Regions from separate parts of the Mus musculus genome. Here region 2 is linked to region 1. A link is a contact called in public promoter capture Hi-C data. All regions are on one chromosome and are shown on one strand. The core of a region is the stretch at or near the end of the contact, and the rest is flanking DNA. Distances in the headings are between cores, read along the strand shown. Region 1 holds the start of Mkln1 (muskelin 1, intracellular mediator containing kelch motifs). Region 2 holds the start of Bpgm (2,3-bisphosphoglycerate mutase).

Region 1 (2,816 bases), core at 296-2,795:
TGATCAGGAACTATACAATTCTCTGCCTGGAAGAAAAACAACAACAACAATAACAACAACAACAACAATGACTTACTAAGATCCAAAAAGAAGAGGAATTAGCAAATTGTGGGTCCTCTAACTGGAGTGAATCCCCATCTTATCTTCTCCCTTTTAGAAGACAATCTTTCCCTCCAAGATAATTTCTCTGTAACTAACTTCCTCCATGGTAGGCAGTTATCTAACTGAAGTCAGTGGGGTTAGAGCATTACCTCAGGGGTCATTACCTCAGGGGTCATTACCTCAGGGGTCAATACCTCAGGGGTCATTACCTCAGGGCTCATACTCATTCCCAACAAAGTCTTAAACACTGAGTATACTTGTGGTCTAGCTGACATTGCTAGTGGTATCATAGTAGAGGCTACTGCTAAAATTTCACCAATGGAAACGAAGCCAATAAAGAATTGGAGAGATTTGATGGGCCGGTTAACGATCATAATCAAAAAGAGTAAAACTATTGGATCATTTATTGAGATACTCTTTGCTTGAGTTTTTAATATCCTCTGGTTGACACAATGATGCAATCCAAACTTCCAGGAGTCCAACCTCTTAGGCAGGGAGTGACACGATTTTGGGTGATGCCGCTAGGTAAGCAAGGGCATATTTATAACCCTGACAAACAGGTACTAGACAGGAGCATTATCTAACTTTGCCACCTATTTAGGCCAGATGTTCCTTTTGTGATAAAAAGCTGGAATGATGCCTGCTGTCAGGCTTCATGAACAGTATGTATGTTGGAGGTGGGTGGGGTGTACTCATTATTCCTTCTGAAGAAGACGCGATCTTTTCTCAAACATCTCTCTCTTTCCAAACATTTGGGCTAAATTTATGTTAAAATTCAAAGCAAGCAGATTTAATGCCGGAGACAAATGATGGCACACAACTTTCCAACTCTGAGCATCTTCCTGGTATGTGGGCGAATGTCATTTCTGGGTACAACGATGCCATCAGAATATTAGTAAGAGAGGCCGACAAGAAATGTTTACAGACTGATAGCAGAACACACTAGCTGTTCCTTTATCTTGCCTCCACCTGACCCTTGAACACGGTGACAAGGACATTTTTACCCCAGGTCAACTGCAGAGACAAAGGCCATACGTTATTATTGCACTTCAATTCTCCTCACCTCTGTTTCCGGAGAGGATTTATAAACAGGCTAGAGCAGTGGTTTCCAAAGTAGGAAAGATGGAAAGATATTCCCTTCCCAAGCTCATCGAATTTTCCCTTCCTATTCTAGGAGACGTTTCTTTCTTTTTTTTTTTTTTTTCAAAATGTCCTTGGCTTTGTCTTTACCTGAGCTTGTATGAAAAGTCCTCTGTGCCACTCCTCTGCCAGCCTCACAGGAAAGGAAAGCCTCCCTGGGAGGGTCAGCTAGGAAAGGACAGCGTGGGAAACCCGAGGAAGCGGCCTCCAAGCAGCCAGTGCCGGCCCTGCGCGGTCGGGTTCCCGGCGCGGCCCCTTTAAGAGCAGGCCCCGTCCCCGCCCTCCTCCTGGCGGGGCTGGCGCTCGGTGGTGGCCGCTACGGTGCTGACAAGATGGCGGCTGGCGGGGCTGTTGCTGTGGCGCCGGAGTGCCGGCTTCTGCCCTACGCGCTGCATAAGTGGAGCTCCTTCTCCTCCACCTACCTTCCCGAGTAAGTGCGGGGCCCCGCGCTCGAGCTGTCGGAGCCGCTCGGTGAGAGCGCGGCCCGCCAGAGCGTGCGGTGTGGGGAGCGGAGCCGAGAGAGGCCCAGGCGGGGCCTGTGACGGGGAACGCGCGGCCTCCGGAGCTTCTCAGTGCGGCGGCCGAGTGCTCCGGCCTGGCGGGCCGAGGCCGGGCTGAGGGCCCGGGAGCGAGCTCCGGGTGGCGGCGGCGAGGCGGGCTTGCGCAGCGGGAGGTGAGGCGGAGCGGAGCGGGGCTCCGGGCCCGGGCCGCGGGCGAGCCTCCCCCGCCGTCGGAGGTGGTCAGGGCGACGACGGGGGCCCGGTCCTTCCCGGACGGCTCGGACAGCGCCGGAGTTCCTGAGCCCGCAGTAAAAGTGCTTAGCTCTGCACGAGTGGCGAGAGAAGTTGGGGAGTCCATCCGCACCCTGGCGAGAACTTGGAGGACTGGCAGAGGGGTGTCTTGGCTTTTTTTGGACGGGGGGGGGGGCTGGAAGTTCTGAAAAAGATAGGGAAGGAGGGCAGGTCTGGGGGCGTGCGGCTTGCCCGAGGGCACCACCAAGTCAGCAGAAATGGCCTTAGGAACACAACGAGGAACGGGTGCAGTTTTCCGTTGCTATTCGAATAAAATTGCTACATCTCCGGAGTGTCCTGAACAGGGAGTGTGTTCCATTCGTATTTTTAAAATTCCTCCCGTTTGTTCAGATTGGATTTCTCGAGTCCAGTCGGTCAGGACTCTGGAAGTTGAAGCTGCGGGTGAAGAGTCAGCCTCCGCGGACTGCCCACCTGCCCTCCTCCTAGTCACCAGGTCAAGGGTTGGCACTGAAGCCTTGTAGCTCCCGCCCAATGAAGGCTGACCTGTGGTCTGATCTGGCCGGTTGTGGCCTGTTGATAGCTGGTACATGGCCACATCTCTGATTGATATTGGAACCCAGCTTTTAATTTGAGGGTGAGCTGGATAAGCACCGACCTTCATTTGAAGTGGACTTGTGGCTGTTCATTCTGTAAACCTCTGTTTTTTTGTTTTTTGTTTTTGTTTTTTTTTGGTAGTTTTTTCTTTTGGAGGTGTGTGTGTGGTTGTTTGTTTTGGAGGCCTTTTTAAGGTTGTTTGTTTTGACTGACTCCTTTGAATCTGAA
Region 2 (2,848 bases), core at 140-2,639, 3.1 Mb after region 1:
GGTTCAGAGTACCCTCAAATGTCAAATGCTGTATGGCTGTTAGGATTGGTTTTGCATGGCTGCCGTTACCCTTCCTGAGGAGAAAGCTTTGATACTACAGGGCAGCGGAAATGTTTTCTGGTCCATCTGCCCTCATGAAGAAGAGGAAGAACAGGTTGGCAGGTGTGTACGATTGGGCAGATTCCTTCTCCAGCTGTTCTGACCTGAGAATCCACTGGCTAAGACAAGTAGCCACACCTGAGCCATCCAGGAGGTAGAGTTTAACTTTGCTAAGCCACCATCACTACAGCACTGGGTTCACACACCATCACTCCAGCCGACAGAACTCACTGTCCTTGAGAGACGCTCTCTCAGAAAGGGGTAGCTGCAACTATCATGAGCTAAAATGCATAAATGGGACATACAGCTTGCTACAAGCAGGCCATCATGACACCAGTTCATGGTGTGTCAAGATTTTCATCCTAAATAACTGATCTGAGCACCCATTAGCTGGTCACAAACTTATTGGACTTGTTTATAGAATTAACTAGGTGAGTTCAGAAGACACTAAGTGGAACAGCTTTCAGAAACCAAGAAGGGGAATTTTCCCGTCTGCTCAGGCACACATAACATTTCTTATCTTTCTCATTCACGTTTTGACACACGTTTCAGACCTTGTGTGGTAGTTCAAGCCTGCTTAGTAGCTTCCAGCTCTGGTACCAGACCCGAGTGACAAGCTGGCATTTTCATAGGTTTAATTTCAGAAACTGTAGTGTACCATTTTCTACTTTTCTAACCTCTTCGCCCTTCTTGTACTTTTAGGATATCCTATTATTCGCTTCTCTTCTCTTCATAATGTTAGGAGAAAGTAAGAATGAGCGACTATCTGTAAATAGGACACTTTAAAGGTTTTCATTTTAATCTCTGTTTTCGACGCACAGGCGTGCCAAACAAGCTTTCGTGAGGATCTACCGGGTTCAGCCTAGGTAGGACCTGAAATTTTCCGTTAACTAGAAGAAGTATCCCTTCATCTGCTGACCCGCTTTTCACAGCAGGTGTGTTTCAATTTCGAGAACTTCAAACAGGTCTCTGGACGGCAAAGCTAGCAGCCCACAAACATTGCCCCGGCGATGCTCAGGGGTTTGGGTCTCTACGACTAAAGCCCGCCTGCCTATGTCCGAAACTACCATCTTATTGGTCTATCCGTGCGTCTGTTTCCTCATTAAACCAATCATAGCTTCCCTTCTTACCCCAGGGACTTGAGAAACCGGAAAGAACCTCCGGCTGGTCGCTGGCCAGAGGGCGGGGCCGTGAATGAGTGACAACTCTGTCTTCCAATACCCAGCGCTATCGGTTCTGACCATTTTGGCTTCTAGGCTACAAAAGAGCGTTGATGCCGGCTGTAGCGATGAATCCTCACTGGCGTCTGCAGCACGGCGTTACCGAGGACCGGCTGCTACTGGTAGTTTCCTTGCAGGTGAGTGGCTTCGTTGTAATTGTTACAGTTGTGAGGATTTCTTTTCTTTCATGAGTGGCTTGCTGTTCTATCGTGAGAAGGCCGGTTGCTACCTTGCCCGGCTTTAGTATCTGGTGGGAACCTGATGCCCGCTTCAAGCGAGACCCTCCCGAGTACCCCAGCTCTCAGCTGGCCCTTTCTCAGCGAGCATCTCTCAGGAACAGTGAGTTCTGTCGGCTGGAGTGATGGTGTGTGAACCCAGAGCTGTAGTGATGGTGGCTTAGCAAAGTTAAACTCTACCTCCTGGATAGCTCAGGTGTGGCTACTTGTCTTAGCCAGTGGATTCACTGGAAGGAAGCAGGTGTAGGGCGAAGGCAGACCTTGATCCTAAAAGTGTAAGTTAAGGGGGGAAATATCATGGAAGGCAAAGAGGTTGTTGCATATTCAGGAGTCTCAGGAACCATATTCCGGGTTCAGGGGAACACTACCCCCTCCCCAGCACACACGCGTGCACGCCCGACCACCACTATCATGGCCAAAAAGTGTCATTTCTTTTTGTGCTAAGGGGTAGGAGCAAGTATTTCACTACAGTAAGTCAAAAGAAATGCAAAATTGTAATGAAGTTTATTATTAGACTTTGCAGGATGGAGCCCCCCCCCCCAAATTAGGAAGGGTTTATAGCCCGTGAATGGGGGAAATGGTTCTAGAATATTAACTAACAGAATTCCGACGCCTTCGGGAGGAAATAAAAAGTAAATGGTTACATTTCAGCAGCAGGTACAAACGTTTCTATAATAAAAGTCGTGTTAGTTTGTCTGTAAAACTGAATTTTCACATTTTTTTAAAAGAATTGTTTATTTTATGTATATAAGTACATTGTAGCTGTATTCAGACACACCAGAAGAGGACATCTGATCACTTTACAGATGGTTGTGAGCCACCATGTGGTTGCTGGGAATTTAACTCAGGACCTCTGGAAGAACCGGCAGTGTTCCTAACCTCTGAGCCATCTCTCCAGCCCAATTTTCACATTTTTTTCAAGACTGTTTTATGTGTATGATTTTTTTGCCTGAATGTATGTATGTGTACTCTGTGTACGCCTAGTGTCCATGGACCACCCCCCCCCCCCCGGAACTGGAGCAAATGTCTATGAGCCCCCCTGCAGGTGCTAGGAAGGGAACCCAGTTCCTCTGGAAGAGCAGCCAGTGCTCCTGACCACTGAGCCATCTCTCCAGCCCAGTTTCCACATCGTTTAAAAAGGCAGAAGTTACATTTCTAAGGCCCATGCCTTTATTAAAGGCTATGTAAAATTAAAGATAATTAGACAATTTTTCACTATCATGTCTACAAGGAAACTCTCACTGTATTGACCTCTGTATGAAGTCTATAGCAAATAAAAGTGTCCGGCTTCAA

The links. Promoter capture Hi-C pulls out the DNA fragments that hold promoters and counts their contacts.
Region 2: a promoter capture Hi-C map of pre-B cells shows a contact between it and region 1, with 4 times the contacts expected there. The contact joins the promoter of Bpgm here to the promoter of Mkln1 in region 1. A contact is called at or near these places in 2 of 39 promoter capture datasets (cranial neural crest and pre-B cells).

What each region holds. Positions count from the first base shown.
Region 1 is chr6:31,397,283-31,400,098 of GRCm38.p6, forward strand. Mkln1 (muskelin 1, intracellular mediator containing kelch motifs) reads left to right here and starts at 1,546. Exons shown (of 18, transcript NM_013791.2): 1 at 1,546-1,672. The coding sequence starts at 1,575. Mkln1os (muskelin 1, intracellular mediator containing kelch motifs, opposite strand) reads right to left here and starts at 1,491. Exons shown (of 3, transcript NR_040300.1): 1 at 1,333-1,491.
Region 2 is chr6:34,474,967-34,477,814 of GRCm38.p6, forward strand. Bpgm (2,3-bisphosphoglycerate mutase) reads left to right here and starts at 1,390. Exons shown (of 3, transcript NM_007563.5): 1 at 1,390-1,456.